Regions from separate parts of the Mus musculus genome. Here regions 2, 3 and 4 are each linked to region 1. A link is a contact called in public Hi-C and HiChIP or PLAC-seq data. All regions are on one chromosome and are shown on one strand. Each heading gives the region's core, a stretch centred on a gene start, on an enhancer-like site or on the middle of the called end of the contact. The rest is flanking DNA. Distances are from core to core; before and after follow the strand shown.

Region 1 (4,229 bases), core at 727-3,226:
ATAAATCTTTAAAAAAAATGATGCTGGGAGTGAAACTCAAGTCCTCTGAGGGAAAGAGAGTGTATGTAGAGGGAGAAACTGTTTGACTGGAGTCCCTGGCTTCCTCCCCTCCCTGACGTGGTCCCTAAATTCCAGTTTTCTCTTCCTCTCCAACAATGGACCATTTGGAAAGCCTCGGAATAGAAAAAAATGGCAAAAACCTAGTCCCACATTCCTGACAGCTGTCCTAATCACCCCACCTCACCAGAAGTCACCAGCCACCCAAGCCCCTTACCCTAGATGACCATACCAGGGCATAAGCGTATGGCAGACATGTCATTTTCCTTCACCTACAATCTATTAAAAAAACCTTCTCCAGCCATAGTCTATTCTTGACATTTTCTTGTCTTGTCCTGAGCCTAGTGAACTTTCCCAGGAGCCCATTCCCAAATAAACCTACATTTTTTTTTTAAACTTCTTAATTTGGTTTGAATTGGCTTTTTTTTTTTTTTTTTTTTCTGGCAGAGAAAAACCTATTAGTAGTGATTCAACAAAAGATTCTGGGAGGCCCTTGCTTTGGACTAAGTTTGCACACCATGTCCATCCAGCAAAGCTGATCAAACCAAAGTGGAGTCAGTCATGCTGAGTGGCAGGGAATCTAAGTGAAAGGTTAGAGAACCCAAAGGGTCCCAACAGTAAGAGGAGATAAGATGCCGGTTCACCTAAGATAGCCAAATAAGGAAGTCTGAGAACCAAGCCATGGTTCTGATTCTGTGTTCCCTTCTCAGGAATCCTAGTCCTGCTCTTACTGCCTGTATAAAGTGAGAGCATACAGCCGAGGGGAGGGTTATTTAGATCGGAGGGAGAGTTCAGCCTGAGGCATCTGGAAAAGTCCACAGAAGGGAGAGAAAGCTCTCTATCGGACTTGGCCAGCAGGGTAGGTCAGGCCATGAGAGGAGTGGGCACTGGGAAGAAAGGTGGAAGAGAAGAGAGAAAAGCAAAAGAGAGGACAGAGGGTGGGGTAGGGAAAGGGGGAGGAGCAGGGGGAGGGGAGGGGGGAGAGAGAGAGGGTCAGTAGGACTAAGTACCAGCCTGAAATGGCGGGGTTATATAGGAATGAGAAGCTTGGGGAACTGAAGCCCAAGAGCTGGAGAAGTTTAGAGCAGGAGGTGGGTTGAGAAACGCTAAAAGGAGCCACAGGTACCACGTAAGCCTGGAGGCCAGCAGACACTGTGGTATGTTACTGGGCACCTTAAGCAGCCATTTTGTCTTGAGTTTCTCTTTGCACTGCCTAGTGAAAGCTCTCCCACTGTGTTAGTGAAGATGCTTCAATTCGTGAATTCCCATTAACAGCTCATCACTCGGAATTTGGCTTTTTAAAATTATATATATTATATATTTTAATATGTACATTTAAAATAATTTTGAAATATATATATATGTATATGTGTGTGTATATCTATATAAATTATCTTTTTTTTTTTTTTTTAAAGCCAAATTGCTGGGCCAGTCTGTAATCCTAGCTCTTGGGGAAGGCTGAGTCGGGAGAAGGGCTGAGTGTTGTGAGCTAGAAACCAAGGCCATCTCTCTAAACACCCAACCAGGAGCTAAGGAGATGGCTCAGTGGTTAAGAACATTTGCTCTAGCAGAGGACCCGAATTTGGTCCCTGGCTCCCTTATGGTGGCACATAACCATGTGTAATTGGATCTGACGCCCTCTAGTGACCTCCACTGGCACCAGGCACGCACGTGGTGCAAATATGTACAAGCAGGCAAAGTACTCACACGTGTAACAAATAAATACAAAACCCAAAACAACCTGTCTGTCCAAACCAGTTGGGTGGTTTTTTTGTTTTTGTTTTTAACGCCCGGCGCTTAAGGCGACGAAAGGATACTGTTATCTACAGAAGAGCAGGCACTCCCTGGCTTCCGTCCTCCCTAGGCGGCTCCGTCCTCCTCCCTCTCCCGGCAGCCCTTGCGCGGGGAGGCGGGCCCGCGTCCGACCCGCCCCCTCGCAGACTCGCGGGCGGGAGGTTTGAAGACCCAGAGGGCCCGCGGACGCTGCAGCAGTCCCGCTCGCGCTCCAGGGTGCAGGGCTGAGGCAGGGCCCACGGGTGGGTCCCCTCCCCGGTCACCGAGCGCTGCGCAACGAGGACGAGCGAACCCTGCGGGGACAAGCGACCGCGGCGCTGACCTGCGCCCTGAAGCCGCGGTGCGGCGGGCTGACTCCTGCCAGGTCGCCGGAGAGCTTCAGGGCCGCCCGTGAGCGATCAGGTCTCGGCTGTCGTGTGTCACTGAGCCGGGCGCTCTCGGCGAGGGAAGGGAACCCGGAGCCCTTGCGCACACACACACACACCCCTAAGCCTGACGCGGCGAGCCCAGGGGGCACGGCCTGCGCATGCGCACCCCTCTGCCTTCCTGCCGGCGCACGCTCGGTCCCGCAGCTTCAAGCTGGTCGGGTCATGGAGGCCTCGGGAGGCGTTGGGGGCGCCTTTCTGAAAGGTGAGGAGACACGCCCAGTAGGGAGGGGGCTGGGGTCTAGGCTCCCAGCGCCTGGTTGTCTTGCCTGGGCCGCCGGGATCGGCTCCCAGGCCAGGTCCCATCCCATCTCAGGGCTCCCTACGCCCGAGGTCCTCTCACATCCTAGGTTCCCTCACACCCGGAGTCCCCTCACTCAGGATCCCGACCACCTGTGTGGACACCCCACATACATTCACCCTGTGACCTTCATCGACCCCTATGTGTTCCCCAATCCCCCCACCCCACCCCGGTGCAGGCTGAGCCCTGGAGAGCTGGCGGGAGGATAGGCTCCTGTCTTAGCTTTCTGGGATCCTCTTGCCTCTATGGCCTCTGCAGTTGTGGGATCAGGAAAAGTAAGAATTTGGTAATAGTGTGATGGCCTCTGGAGGGTCCTACCTGAGTAGAGCTGCCTGACACTTGTGGAGCTCACCTTTTTTTTTGTTGTTGTTGTATTTTTGTCGTGCTAACACGTGCTCAGAACATGGGACCCTGGGTGAGGAGATTCCAAGTATAAATATATTTTATATATTTATATATTATATTTATTATAGCTATGTGTTTATTATATTTATATCATATATGTGTATATATATTTAAATTTTTATTTATTATTTTAGAAAGCAAGTTTGCCTCCAACTTGCTATGTAGCTGAGGCTGACTTATCTCTGTTTTTTAATTTGGTTTGGGGGTGTGGGGTGGGGGTGTGGGCTTGCTTGTGTAACAAAGTTTCTCTTGTGGCTCTAGCCTTCCTGGACCTGGAAACTCTGTCTCAGTCTGTAGACCAGGCTGACCTCAGAGATCTGCCTACCTCTGCCTCTCAAATACTGGTTTTAAAGGGATACACCACCACCACATGCTTTGGCGTAGAACTCTTGCCTCTACTTTATAATCACTATGTGCTAAGATACCCAACTTCATATAAATAATTTATTAGAACTGAACTGTATTAGCTTGACTATGCTATGGCCATAGAATCGTGTTATTGGAAGATAGTCTGGGCCAGAAAGCCTGGAATGATTACTATATCTGTTTCTTTACAGAAAGCATAATCCAGGATAATTATAAATCTTCCTGGATGAGGAAGATTTAAAATACTACCAAAATGGCAAGGATGATGTTTTGAATAGATTCGTAATAAGAAATCTTCACGTAATAGGAAACTTTCACTTTTTTTTCCCTAAAATAAACAGAACAAGAGAAGAATCTATTGTGGGAGGGGGTGTGCAATTCCTAGTGTGTGGTTCCTGCTAAGATCTTGCTTATTTTCAGATGTTGTGGCCTATGTTGAAGTATGGTCTTCCAAAGGGACAGAGAATTACTCAAGGACGTTTGCAAAGCAACTTGAGGATATGGGGGCAACGGTAAGAAATTAATATCAAAATGACTGATAACCTGGTGTTTTCTCGTTATGGGAGCTGTTCCTTAGAACACGAAGGACTTAGCAGTGGGTGAGTGGTAGGAGGCAGAACAAACCAACCAAATACAAGTTGGACAGCAGTGCTTACAGAGGAGATAGTCTTGGAGGCATTGTGTTAGGAGGAGTCTAGTGGGAGACTTGAGTCTGGCATTGGTTCAGTGAGGGCTGGTACTCGCAGTGGAGAGAGTAAAGATGCAGGAGAATGAGCAGGTTTCCAAGGGAAGATTGTGACCGTAGGCATATTGGAAACATCTCATAGGCATTTGATTACTCATGTCTGGAGCTTGAGGCAGTCAGATCTGTAGACTGATGT
Region 2 (4,229 bases), core at 789-3,288, 210 kb after region 1:
AAACTGTTAGCTGAAAGACAGTAATTAAAATGATTGACCTGAAACTAAACCAAGAGCACACACATATTCCATGGGCTAAACTAATATTTTATTTGGTACAAGTTCCCAGCTTAGGCGTTCCTGTTTTCCCAAAGCCTTAAGACCTTCCAGGGGTGAAGCTCCACCTAGAATTCTAAGATGCTGGCAGCTGCTGCTTCATTAATCTGGTTTCAATTTTTTAAGTATTTGGATTCACGGCTTATCTATGGGAACAAATGATTGTTCTATCTTGAAGAGTCCAGAGGGAAGATTTACGGAGAAAGTTAACTTCATATCCCCTTCTGTGGGCCAGCCAATGTGATCCCAGCCAAAGCTAAGGAGAGAGGACTGGCAGGGAAAAACTCCCTCGAGGGCTGGGCCAGCACCCACAGGGGAGAGGAGAGGGCTCTATCAGTCAGCAGACTGGGCCAGGAAGAGCTAAAGAAGAAGAGGCTGCCAGACCTCAGGGCTCAACACCAAGAGCACCCTATCAGCTAGAGGGGGCGTTCAGCCAGTGATGTGAAACCCAATCATTAAATGATTGGGAGCCAGTTAGGGGAGGAAGGAGGAGGACTGTCTGTCCTGAGAGTGTGAAGCTGTGGGTGGCAGGAGCCATGCAAGGGTTCTGACTCAGGAGACCACAAGCCTCCTTCCAAAAGTAGAACGAGGATGCTATGTGGGACAGGGCCAGTAGCACAGAAGGAGCTATAAGGCCCAAGATAGATCTCCTTTCTCAGGGTGATGAAAAGCTGTCACCTTGGCTTGTGGCCAAAGACTTAGAAGGGACTCTACAACAGCCTTCCACCATAATCAGATCTTAACAGAAGAATTTGAATTCTATCAATTTTCATGAGAAATCCTACCACAGCCCTAGTTAGGGATTATTGGATACAGGGCCCACCTTATATCCTTTGAGCCCAAATTAGACCTTAACTCTTAGCATAGTCGTGAACAGGTGTTCTTGCCTTCTTATGGATATCTAAGGTTGGTTCACACCAAACAAATAGGGACATTTACATTTATTCTGTATCACTCACATGCACCAAGCCCCAAAGGTCAGCAGTACCTAGGACCACACTGCTGTCAGAGGGCTGATGGCCTCTTACTATGGCACTGCCCGTAGGGTGATGGCCTTGAAGGGGCTGAATACATCTGAGATGGTGTGTAGCAAGTTGAGTGAAGACCAGGAGAAGGTGCAAGCTAGTTCTATAGCGGAAGGGGTGGGTTTAGAAAATGCTTCCAGTAAAGATGGGGATCTGCTTGTTTTTAAAAGCATAGGACTGCAGAGGGACCAGGGAGAAGCTGGGCACCGGGAGTGACTGGTGAATACAGAGGGCTTTAGCATGGCTGGAGAGTCAAGGAGCCTATGGAGAGGAATCAGGAAGACACCAGACTTCCGTAGAGTTTGTAGAAAAGGGGGAAAGCAGTAGGTTTGCTTTAGCTTGGCTGGTATGTCAAGGATGGAATGTCCTCCAATAGGTGAAAATAGAGGAAGCTTTTAGAGCCTTGTGGTGTACCACTGAGGGAGCCAGATGCTACATATGAATGCTTTTAAAAGAAAAAAAAAATCATAAACAAAACCAGGCATGCTGCCTCCTACCTGCCATGTCAGTACTGGAGAGGCTGAAGCAAGGAGTGCCATCAGATTGAGGTGAGCCTGGCATACATAGTGAGAAACTATCTCCAAAAGCCCAAATTGATTATTCACACAAAGAAAGAAATTGCAAAGATTTAAAGCAGTAACAATTGAAGGTAGGCAAAGGAGATGCAACTCTGGGGGACTGAGGGTAACAAAGAAAAAAATACTAAAAACTATAACTCCAGAATATTTTACTGAATTACCAAAGATTTGAGACTCTACATTTAAAAAATATGTCTTGTACCTGAGAAGATCAACTCAAAACAATGAGATTCCTAAGATTTAAAAATAAATAAATAAATATCCTTGGGCCATTGAGCTAGCCGGGGCTGCAGTAGCAAGGCATCTGCCTGGTGGATTAAATGACAATAGCCCTTTCCTTTCCTGCAGTTGTTGAGCTGGAGGTGTAAAACCCAGGTGTTGGCTTGGTTTCTAGAGAGCCTCTGTCCTAGGGTGGTCTCCTCCCTGTATATGAAAGCTTGGTGTCCACCTCCTCTTCTCAGGACAGCAGTCATAATGGACTAGGGCTCCACCCTCCAGACCTCCTATGTCTCTAGTCACCTGTTACATCTCTTCTAGTAGTGACTCGCTTGGCAGGCCTAAAAACCTAGAAGCAGTTTTGAGGCAGAGTCTCAAGGAAACTCAGCCTCTTAGAACTTTGACATTCTCATAGCTAGAATGTCTCAGATTTGTCCCTGTAATATTGTGGAGTGTCTTACATGTTTTCTTATAGTATTTTACTGGATAAGAGTTAGAAATCTCGCCGGGCATGGTGATGCACACCTTTAATCCCAGCACTCAGGAAGCAGAGGCAGGCGGATTTCTGAGGACAGCCTGGTCTACAGAGTGAATTCCAGGACAGCCAGGGCTATACAGAGAAACCCTGTCTCGAAAAAACAAAAAACCAAAAAAACAAAACAAAACAAAAAAAAAACAAACAACAACAAAAAAAACAGAGAAATCTCAGGGCAAGCTTAGCAAAGTATATTTAGAATCTTTATTACAGCCAGTTATAGCAGACAACATTGTATATTAGAAGCAAGTTGGTGAATTCTCTTGACAAATGGAGATTCCCCACAGATACTTAAAAGAACAGCCAAGTTACTCTCATATGCAAGAATTTACCAAGGCCTAGGAAATAGGGGGGTTGTGGTATTGCATTATTCATGAGAAGGTCTGCTAGAGCAGAACCCCCTGGTGCTAGCTTTCACAAGACTCAAAGGAGTAACACAAATTGTGACTAGGGTGTGAAATCCTTACCTGTCATTAGGTGACCCTAGGCAGGGCTGTTTTATCTTTACTGTAAATGTTACCTGGTTCCTGTAAGTTCCTTTTGAAGTCATTCCTTTGTTTTGTGTCAGGTAACTTCAATGTACTTTGCCTGCTGTGACATCCTACCCCTTTGTTTTCTGTATCATATAAGACTAGTGTTCACTTTGTGACATTACTTTGTCATTCGCCCACCTGCAACCAGAGACCCATTCCTAGCAGATAGCAGATCCAAAAAAGGAGATAGTCTGCAACAGTCACCACCTTAAAGACCCTGTCTCCAGAATCAGTCAAGTTCAACGTCTGGACTTTGACATTGACTTAGTGTGTATATATAAGTTTATATAACATTATAAACACATGCATGTATATATATACAGTTAATAGACATGCATTATGCATACATAGTAAGAAGCAAATGGCATATAAGAACTAAATTTTTTCATAACAATGTATAAGAAAGTGAATAATGTTATTTAAGATCTTCAAAAGAACACATGACTTAAAATTTTATATTTAAAAGCTAACTCTTAAGCAAATATGACATGGCAAACTCATAACTGAATGCCAGGACCCAGGACTGTTATTGCCATGGTCTTGGAGGAAGAGTCCACTGGGAGGCAAAGTCTAAACAAGCAAGATGAGGAGTCAGTGAGGCTGTGGTGGTTAGGTATGGAAATAGAGGTATACAAATAGAGATAAGCAAATAGGCAGAGAGATAAAACCAATGCCTAGGACTGAAAGGAGTGGTAGAGTGGGTGGGGGCTAGAAGCTCTGATAGAGGAAGACTTAGATATGTACACAGCAATAAAACATTTTCAGTGTTCACAATGGCAGCAGTACGAGTGTGATTTTTCTTAACATTCCACACGCGCGCGCACACACACACAACAGTCAAGGAAATTCTTCATTATCTCCTGTATCTGAGAATTAGAATCTCAAGTGTGGAGGAGAGAAGTCCCAATATGATGAAGAGGACAAGTTTTATAAACCAAACTCATGGCACATGTACAGCATATGTGTATAAACTGTTACACCTATATATAACAAGAAACACATGTAATACCTAGCTTTGTCCACACAGTGAATGTTCCTCAGTGCCCAGGTTATAGTCCTAAAGCAGTATTTCTAAACAAAACTATAGCAAGACTTCTCTACATGGCTAATTTTACACAGACTACTGGGTGATAGCTAGAAAATTCACAGACATGCTGAAAGAGGCTCTTACCAGGTAAGGTGAAGCATCTCGTGCTTCATGATAACTGTAGTATTTTCCAGCTCCTTCAATAGTGTTTCTTGGTGG
Region 3 (4,229 bases), core at 1,120-3,619, 160 kb after region 1:
TATACACATTGGCTCCTCTCCTTATCAGCCATTTCTGTCAGCCAGTGGGGCTTAGAGATGCTCCTTTGAGGGGAATTCTAGCTATGTAAACTCCAAATAAATGCATATAGAAGAGGCAGGCGGGGTGGAAAAACAACTGTGAGTGTATCAGAGGGAGTCGGTTAGAGGCAGAGCTGGCAGAGGAAGTACTGGTACTGAGCACAGTGGGGTAGGAAGTGCTGCTACTAAGCACAGTGGCGCTTATACTGTGAACACGGGGTCTTTGAAGCCTGGGAGTGAGTTGTGGTGAGACTGGTCTGTTTGTGTAGCTCAAGATGAAAAGAAGGGAAAAGAGTCATGTCACGGCCCCCCCATCTCAGTCTAAAGTCACATAGTCCTCCCTACATAGGTCATCACTGTGATAATTCCTGTCAGGAAAATCCTCTTGCCACAGGCTGTGGGTGGGAGACCGCTTGGTGTCCCGAAAGTGAGCAGTGGCGCTTCTGTGTACTCTGAACTGTTCATTCAAGCCAAAGCCAGGGTTCTTTCCCACTTCTCCGTGCTATAAGCAGCTGTTTGCTTTAATGGTGGATGGTGTGTTCCCACCTGACATGAGTGCCTCTAGACTATCTCAGGTCTGTGAATTGCATAGCCCTAGAGTGTGGCCATCACAGGGACCCTTCTCCATATGAGGTTCACCTGGATGTCCTTCGGCCTAGATTCTGTTTTCTTCGTCCTGGAATGTTTCCCGGCTTTATTCGTTCAATGTCATCTCTACATAGAAGGAGTTCCCCCGCATTCCATGTGTGGTTTGATGCTCTGGGAGACTGTTTGCACAGCAGATGCGTGGTGGATCTGTTCCTCAGCCTGCCGAGTGGTTTCCAGCTTTCAACTGCTGTGAATTTGATAAGTGTTCTGGCAGAGATGTGTATGTATACATAAATCACTTGATAAGTTTTCAGGAAAATAGCTGCCCTGGGGCCTGGAGAGGTGAGTGTGGTTTAGAATGCTCCTGATGACAAGGGTGTCGCCCAGGGCAACTTTATATGAATGAATGAAGTCCTTCCTGCTTGCAGGCAAACTGAGGTGATGAGAAAGACAGTGTATCCTTAGAGAGACTGCCACCAAGGCAAAGAAAAGGACAGATAATGGCAGCCAAAGCCCAGGGGTGGCAAAGGCCCTGTCTCTGCTGCTATTGAGATCATTTGCATCTGAGCGCCCCAAGAGTGAGTGTCCTCTGGCAGCGGTGTTGTGGAACAACCCCTCACTTGGAAGAGCCCAGAAAGGACTCAAGCAAGCTTCAGTCTAAACCATCATCTTCACCTTTGCAAAGTTAGCTCTGCCAGTTAATTCTGCCAGGTTACAATATGCTCAGGCCTAGGGCAAGACATATATATGAGTTGTGTGCTTTAAAGGTAGCAACCAAAGGAAAACTCTCTTAAGATTATTGGAGAACAGATTTGTGCCTTGGAAAAGTTCTTTGAGAGGAAGCTGGACGCCCTGGGTTTTTAGATGAAATACGCCACAAAGTCACACGGGACAATATAAAGACTCTTCTGTGTTCTCTCATGACCTCCTGCATGCTTCACCCTCCAGCCTTTGCCTGTCTCCTGGGTAGAGTGAGCGATGGTGCTCTGGTCAGATGTAGCTACTGCACTATTAAACCCCTGACCCAGCTAAGTCTCATTACTCCATGTTAGTCTTTCCAGGATGAGCCTGTATCCCCTGAAATCCATGGTGTTCTGCAGGCCGCCAGCTGTACTAAGGACAGGCTAGAGTCCCAGCCACAGAGAGGAAGACCCATGGGGATGCATTGATTATTATGTAGCTGTCACTTACAGGCCACTAGGGAGAAATGGTCAACAGGTAGAAGGGCAGAAGTCACACTGTTAGAAGATGGCCACTGAAAACATTCCTTTACAAATTGGCCTTTCTGAACTAAGAACTAGAGTTTAAGACTGTCAGCATACCTAGATGATAAACTGGCAACAGGATCTTCTTTATTTGGGGGGCTAGCCATGTTTGTTGGGCAGTGATTCAGAACACAGAAGCATAGGAACAAAGGGATTGCTTTATGTAGCTCAGACTTATGATGGCCTTTTCCCATACTGGAATAAGTCCTTCTGTTCCCCTTTCTCGAGCTGCCTATACCTTAACTAATGAGGCATTCTCTCAGTACAAATTGGGAGTAAAGAATATTTATATATTCTACTTCCTCTTTCCTCATATTTTTACTGAGGATATTGACATGAAAACAGGATCTTTGTGGCAAATGAGTTCATCCACGGCTGCTTCCCACCAGAAATTCCCAGCTTTGTGACATCAGTGAGGTAGCTGTGGGTGTCACTTCAAGAGCAGGCATCTGGGCATGATGGAACCTTGAACAACAAAGTTGTTTTCAAGAGAACGAGCTGGAGAAGGGGAAGGAAGCTGAACTTCCCTGGGTTCCTGCTATGCTCATGTCATCGTCATCTTAAGGCACATGCAGACAGCACCCTGCCAGGCAATCCCTGCCCAAGCTAACAAACCTCGTGCCGGAGCTAAGCGATTCTCAGGCACCTGTCTCCTTTACACCATGGCACAGCCGCTTAGATGCCTTTCACCTGGCAGAAGGTTGGCAGTCTGAGCAGATGTGACGGTGTCTTCTAGAAAAGTCTGTGCTTGTTGCAATGAAAATGTCAACACGAGGTTACTTTTCTCTAAATACCTGAAAAAAAAAAAAGTCTAAAAACCATCTCCAGAGTGTTCCGCCCTATTGTATCCAAATGCTACATGCTATAGCTCAGGCTGGCCTTGAACTACCAGTGCTCCAAAGTGCTGAGGTTACAGGCAGGTGAAGGCTGAGTGTTCTTTATGATAGCAAAAGAGGGACAGGGGCAATTCAGACAAGGATGTCTAAGAAGATTAGAAATGATGAGAGATTACTGCTCAGGGCCAGGGAGTAAGTGAATCAGGAGCAGAACAACAACAAAAAGCAAAGAGGGTCCAACTGTGCAGTCATTATTCAGGGGGTCAGCAGGAAGGCTACCACATTAGCTGTGTGACAGGGGAAAGAGGGAAAGCCACAGAAAACCCAGCCACGATCAGGAAACGAGACAGGTGTGAGGCGGGAAACAGAGTATCTCAGTGGGTCTTCAAGCTCAGGTCTGTTTGCCCCTCTGTTAGAGATCTGCTGGTCTCTGGTTCAGACTGACCAACCCCCTAATCTGGAGCCTGACCCTACTGCCATTGTTTCCCGCCTGGCCTGTGAGAGTCCAGTGCATACAGAGACACTGTTACAAGCAGTGGCCTGCCAAAACATAAGTACATTTTTATATATAATAAAATTGCAACATAAACAACACAGGTTGGGGGAGGAGGGTGTAGCCCCAGGTTTAATTGCATTTAATAAGCCAAACATGAAGTCTTTAAAACTTTGTAAACATGTGTTTACTCCCTTCTGTATTTATTTTATGTGGAGGCTAGAGGACAACAGTTGAAAATTGGTCCTTTCTCTGTACCAAGTGGGCTTGAGGGATGGAACTCAGGTTGTCAGACAAGCTTAGCGGAAAACACCTTCACACTGAGCTATCTCGCAGGTCACCCTGTTCTCAGTACTACAGGTAGATGCCTCTGGAGTCTTGGTAGTTAAAATCACTTCCGTTGGCCATGTGCCTGCTTTATGTAGCAACTGAGCTCAGCGGGATTGGTGACATCACAGCTGAACTCTGGGGCTGATCTTTGTGAAGGCCTTGCTCTCACGTGGTGTTTGCAAACAGTCAAATGGTGAGTGATAGACAGGCTGTGGTAACGTGATGGCCATGAAGTCAGAGCGCATAAATCATTGATATTTCCCTGTAAATTTCCCTAGTATGGGATGAATGGTGAGGGAAATGTATTGTCTTTCCTTGCCTCCTCTGTAGCCTCAGGGACTTCTTTGCAGGCTCTGTCCTGTCATGCTTTGCAGGGTGATGAGCTATGGATATCCACTCTCTCTGGCATGTTTGACCCTTAGAAAAGCAAGTAATTCAGTCACTTCGTGTGTCAGCGATATTGCTGAAGTTTAGGGGCTGAACTTTGTAGAAGTGGCATCAAGAGACACTGAAATACTACTGCATGGGATTTGAAGAGAAGCATAGTCAACTTCTCCTTGGAACAATGGTACCCAACAGATTCCTCATTGTGATCTGTAGCACAGAAGAGTAGAAAGTGATCCTGTGTGTGCCACAGTATCTGGGTAGGACTCGTCCCAACACATGAGTACGTGTCAC
Region 4 (4,229 bases), core at 848-3,347, 130 kb after region 1:
AGTATTTGCTTAACATGGGTGAGTTTGTACCTTTTACCTGGGACTACCTGCGTAACGCCTGGAGCATGAACTTGGGGATTCAAGTTCACTGGCCTTGAACTGTGGATGAAACTGTTCTAGCTGCCTGAGGACAGTTAAAGGATTCAGTTAGGTAAATTGTAATTTAGCATTCCGAAACATGACTCTTTCCGGATCAAGCATAAAAGGCATGTGCCCTTGGAAGCCCAAGAAAGAATTCATACAGTTCCCATTAGTCTAAAAATAAATAACAAATAAAGAAATGTCTGAGTCATGCATTGCATTTGATGGAGTCCAGTGGCAGAGAGAACTTAAGCTGTACTGTGGATGGTGGCTCTGCCCGGTGCTCGGTGGAGTGAGGCCGCAGCGCTCTGAGGAAGTGATACGAGCCAGCTGGGTGGATTTAATTCTGTCTTGGGTTCCTCCAGTGCACTAAGTGTGTCATGCTTTGAGTAGCAATGTGGAAGCCTGGCTGTGCCAGGACCGAGTGGCTAGGGAGGGACTTGCCACTGTCTTTGAAGCTCTCCTGCAGGCATCTCCACGGAGAGGCAAGTTGCAGCTCAGCTCCATAGGAGCTCCTGGGCCAGCTTGTTTAAGTTTTCCATTCCTCGTTGGGAAAAGTAACATAGAGATACTGAGGAGCTTGTCATATAAATGGCAAGTTGTAGTGCTCATTTATAGTGCTTACCTAGTGTGCATGAAGCTCTGGGGTCAGTCCCTAGCACCATATAAGCTAGTTTTGGTCACCAACACCTGTACTCCTGGGACTTAGGAGGTGGAGGCAGAGGGATCAAAGGTTTGTGGACATCCTCCACTATATAATGAGTTCAAGGATAGCCTGGGCTACATGAGGCCTTGCTCTGAATGGAAGAGGAGGAGGAGGAAGAGGAGGAGGAGGAGTCAAGTTGAACAAATTAGCACAGACTCCAAAGTCCACACTAAGGCATCCTGAGTGCCTGCAGTGAGCAGACAATACCATGGAGGGGAGTTTTAAAATGCTCAAGGAAAACTCACAGCATTCAACTCTGTCTACTGTTAGAGGAGCCAGAGGCTCAGAGCCCCCCAGTTGTAATGTCTGATCGTCCTTCTGTGAAGCTGAGTTTCTGGTGGCCGCTCTTGCAGAAAGCAAGCCTGGCAGGATAGAAGATGAACTAGAACTCACTGGGGCAGTGTCCACTTTGACTCCAAAGGAACATTGTGCTGCCTATAGGCTAAATCCACTCCATTCATACTTAAGAAACAACTCCATTCAGAAGGCTGAGGCAAACTGAAGGTCAGCCTGGACTACATAACAATACTTTGTCAAAAAAAAAAAAAGTAAACAAAGGGTCATTTATTTCTTGCAGTTTGTGTGCATTTATGTGTTGAAATGACTGCTAAGTGTTTAAATCATTTGGACCTAATGTACTAGTCAATTCATTTATTAAGTATTTGTTTCAACCTAGGGGTGCTATGAAAGAAGTAATAATTACTGAGACACTCTGGATACCAGGAACTAAGAAAAGTGGAAACACATTGGCCAGAGCCTTGCCCTCTGTGGGATTTCGATTGGAGACCCAGCCCTCCTCCTCCTTCCCTGCCTCCAGTCAAGACATTGCCTTTAGTTGCTATCTGTGTGCTTGTCAGCAAACTAGAAACATGAACAGAAGTGCAGAGTGTCTAAGACCTTAGCGGGGCCTTAGAAGAGGTCTTAGACTTGAGTGTTTTTCTAGCTTGTGATGCTTTGAGGCCCTATCCCCCTTCAGGTGAGCAGCTTTCCCAAGTACCTGATGGCATGTTCTCAGAGCAGCGTGTGGTGCCGTGGGACTCCGCCTGCCCCTGGCCAGTGCATTTTGTGGTAGGCAGAAGTGCAGAAGTGGGCATTGGCTTTCAAAGGGCGATCTTGCCAACTACTGCTTGCTCATGATTTACAGTGCGCCCATCCAGTCCTCACTTGTTCTTAGGTGAACAATTCTAGGACACTCAGTTATATAGGAAAGCCACATTGACTTGAGCGCCACAGCCGTCTCTGAGGGAAAGCCTCGGCGTGCCTCTCCAGAAGCTTGTGGTGAAAGTACAAGGGACCTGAGTCATTTTCCCATAATTAGATGCAGTTCGGAGGTCTGCCCCTCTCCCCAGCCCTCTTGCCTTGCATGCAGGGCTGTTCAGTTGGAAGCTAGTGGAAAATTCCTGTGCCCTTTCACCCTGCTGCCACAAGTTATAAAAAGCGTGCCATTCAGAACTGATTTTTCTCCTGCGTGCTTGGATTTTTACTCACAAAATAAAGGGGGACAGTGAGTTTTAAGAATTATATTCTACTTACCAGTGAGGCTAGGGGCTGTGGTACCACTTGGGATCACAGAGCAGCTGGCCCAGTCTGCTACTTCTTTGGGGGCTCATTAATGATATCACTGAGGCCATCTAAGTGGACCTCTTTTTTCAGAGCCACAATGACATTAGCCCCACAGTTCACTCAGAGTTTGCCCTGCTTGGCGTACTTTGTGGGAATGAGGGGCAAACACAGAAGACTGCAGTAGTAGAGTTTGGTTTTTGTTTTTTTCGTATTGTTAGATCTGTTTGTCTTAATCAAAATATGACTCATCCTGCCCCATTTTCAAGCCAAAGCTCACTGCGGTTATCCTGTGACTTGGCCTAAATCCCCATGATCTGCTTTAATTTGATCTCGACAGTTTCCTTCGGCTGTAGGAATTCAGTGTCAAGTTTACAAAGTGTGGGTGCCAGCTTTAATGTTGCATCTCTGTCACTTACTGAGTCCCCTGGTAGAAGGACCTGCCCTGGGGTTTTACTGCTTGTTGGGATCCACATTCTGAGTGTTTCGTTCCTCTGAATCTTGGCCCCCACCTGGGGTGACGTTCAAGGCCAAAGTTAGAGCTGAAGTGGAGAATTTGCTCCCAGTGCTTTGCTTCTGTTCCAGTATTTTCCAGCTGCGAGGTGCAGACCAACCAAGATCTTTCCCCATTCCTCAATCCTTCAGCCCCCAGCCTCTTTGATGACTCACATTGCCTTAGAGGGCAAAGTCCCTACTAAGGCAACAGCTGCCTTGGAAATACAATGGAAAAGCAGAAGTGAGGACCCGAATCCTCCCTACCCTTTATCCCCAGCAGCCAGGAGCCCCACGTGGGCCAGTTTCAGCCAAGGAACTCTGTTCTCCTGGTACCTTCCCTGCATGTCGAGTAGTCCTGGTAACTGCCCTGGCAGCAGGGGACAGCCGGCTCTCAGAGAGAAGTTCTGAGCCGTGTGAGCTGTGTGTAGTGAGCACACCTCACCTGTTGGAGGGCAGTGCTATCCAGGAAGACCTACGAAAGGAAGAAAGCTCTCAGAGTTCACAGGAGCAAGCTCTAGTTTGGGAAACTTGTATATGCCAGTCTTTCCCTACGCCTTGATGATGGGAAAGGTTGAAAACAGCGGCAAGGTAGCAACATCAGGCCTGAGTGAGAAGCTAGTGGACAGTCGAGCCCGTCCTTCCTCCCCCATCTCACTTTCCCATCACTCGGGCCTTCTGTTGTCTCCGTTCTAACCCTGACCATAACCTTGGGGAGATTCATTACGTGTTTGTCCAGGACTTCAACCCACTGAGGTGATCCCTCTCTTCAGAGCTCCCCCTTGACGCCTCCAGATTGAACAGCACGACCACCACTCAGCATGGGCCCTGAGTGGCCAATTTCATTAGGAAATAAGTTGATCTTGGACTTCACACCAGTCTGCTTTTAAGTCATTCTAACAATAGACTCCAAAGATAACAGTGTAAGGTATAGCACATGGGTTTGGCCAACAGAGAAGTATTGAAGTATTGACTTCCATAAAAGAGCATACGTCCACCTGAACTTACACATGGGTGTGAAAACCTGGCTGTATAACAAATCACTCCCCAGTGATGGCGGAAGCACATTTCAATGCATGCAACAGCGTGAATGAGCCATTGAAAAATAGAATCACCGAGCAGAAGTACAGGCTGCACTGCTCCAGTTATAGGAAATCTAAAACCTATCATGGGTAGCAAAATAAAGATTAGCCTTGAGCGGAAAAGAACCAGCCAGTGAGAGGAACCCAACCCCATCAGCTATGCTGGGCCCCCTCTGTATGCCGGGCTAGGGTGTCGTTACAGACATGTGAGAGTACATTCATCAAAGTGTGCACTTGGGATGAGTGGACTGCAGGCTGTGTAATTTACTCCTTGAAAAACTGAATTAAGTTTCACAATACAGCATAGC

The links. A called contact is a pair of places that touch in the nucleus more often than the background predicts. HiChIP or PLAC-seq counts read pairs in DNA pulled down with a chosen protein or histone mark.
Region 2: an H3K27ac HiChIP or PLAC-seq map of embryonic stem cells shows a contact between it and region 1, with 6 read pairs. The contact joins the enhancer-like site here to the promoter of Mcph1 in region 1. A contact is called at or near these places in 1 of 39 promoter capture datasets (stem cell-derived epiblast-like cells), 1 of 15 datasets of contacts at CTCF or cohesin (the NIH/3T3 cell line), 1 of 484 Hi-C or Micro-C datasets (muscle stem cells), 10 of 115 datasets of contacts at active chromatin or transcription factors (bone marrow-derived macrophages, embryonic forebrain, embryonic limb bud and 3 more) and 2 of 9 other capture datasets (adipose tissue and liver).
Region 3: an H3K4me3 HiChIP or PLAC-seq map of bone marrow-derived macrophages shows a contact between it and region 1, with 2.2 times the contacts expected there. The contact joins the enhancer-like site here to the promoter of Mcph1 in region 1. A contact is called at or near these places in 1 of 39 promoter capture datasets (neural stem cells), 1 of 15 datasets of contacts at CTCF or cohesin (the NIH/3T3 cell line), 1 of 484 Hi-C or Micro-C datasets (pre-pro-B cells), 6 of 115 datasets of contacts at active chromatin or transcription factors (bone marrow-derived macrophages, embryonic stem cells, pancreatic cancer cells and 1 more) and 1 of 9 other capture datasets (liver).
Region 4: a contact with region 1 is called in a Hi-C map of muscle stem cells, with 1.8 times the contacts expected there. The contact joins the enhancer-like site here to the promoter of Mcph1 in region 1. A contact is called at or near these places in 2 of 484 Hi-C or Micro-C datasets (muscle stem cells and nephron progenitors), 3 of 115 datasets of contacts at active chromatin or transcription factors (embryonic stem cells and pancreatic cancer cells) and 1 of 9 other capture datasets (adipose tissue).

The regions. Positions count from the first base shown.
Region 1 is chr8:18,593,155-18,597,383 of GRCm38.p6, forward strand. Mcph1 (microcephaly, primary autosomal recessive 1) reads left to right here and starts at 1,977. Exons shown (of 14, transcript NM_173189.3): 1 at 1,977-2,481; 2 at 3,769-3,860. The coding sequence starts at 2,442.
Region 2 is chr8:18,804,338-18,808,566 of GRCm38.p6, forward strand. It overlaps a transcript of Mcph1 not described here. Among named protein-coding and RNA genes, the nearest start is that of Agpat5, 40 kb to the right of the region's middle. Within about 2 kb of position 2,039, at least 6 of the 459 cell types and tissues checked have an H3K27ac peak or open chromatin away from gene starts, as enhancers often do. A contact at or near this core is called in embryonic stem cells and stem cell-derived epiblast-like cells, where this site is marked.
Region 3 is chr8:18,757,677-18,761,905 of GRCm38.p6, forward strand. The region is part of intron 12 of Mcph1 (microcephaly, primary autosomal recessive 1); the gene reads left to right. Among named protein-coding and RNA genes, the nearest start is that of Angpt2, 18 kb to the left of the region's middle. Within about 2 kb of position 2,370, at least 7 of the 459 cell types and tissues checked have an H3K27ac peak or open chromatin away from gene starts, as enhancers often do. A contact at or near this core is called in bone marrow-derived macrophages, where this site is marked.
Region 4 is chr8:18,724,499-18,728,727 of GRCm38.p6, forward strand. The region is part of intron 12 of Mcph1 (microcephaly, primary autosomal recessive 1); the gene reads left to right. All of the region lies in intron 1 of Angpt2 (angiopoietin 2), which reads right to left. Among named protein-coding and RNA genes, the nearest start is that of Angpt2, 15 kb to the right of the region's middle. Within about 2 kb of position 2,098, at least 69 of the 459 cell types and tissues checked have an H3K27ac peak or open chromatin away from gene starts, as enhancers often do. A contact at or near this core is called in adipose tissue, muscle stem cells and pancreatic cancer cells, where this site is marked.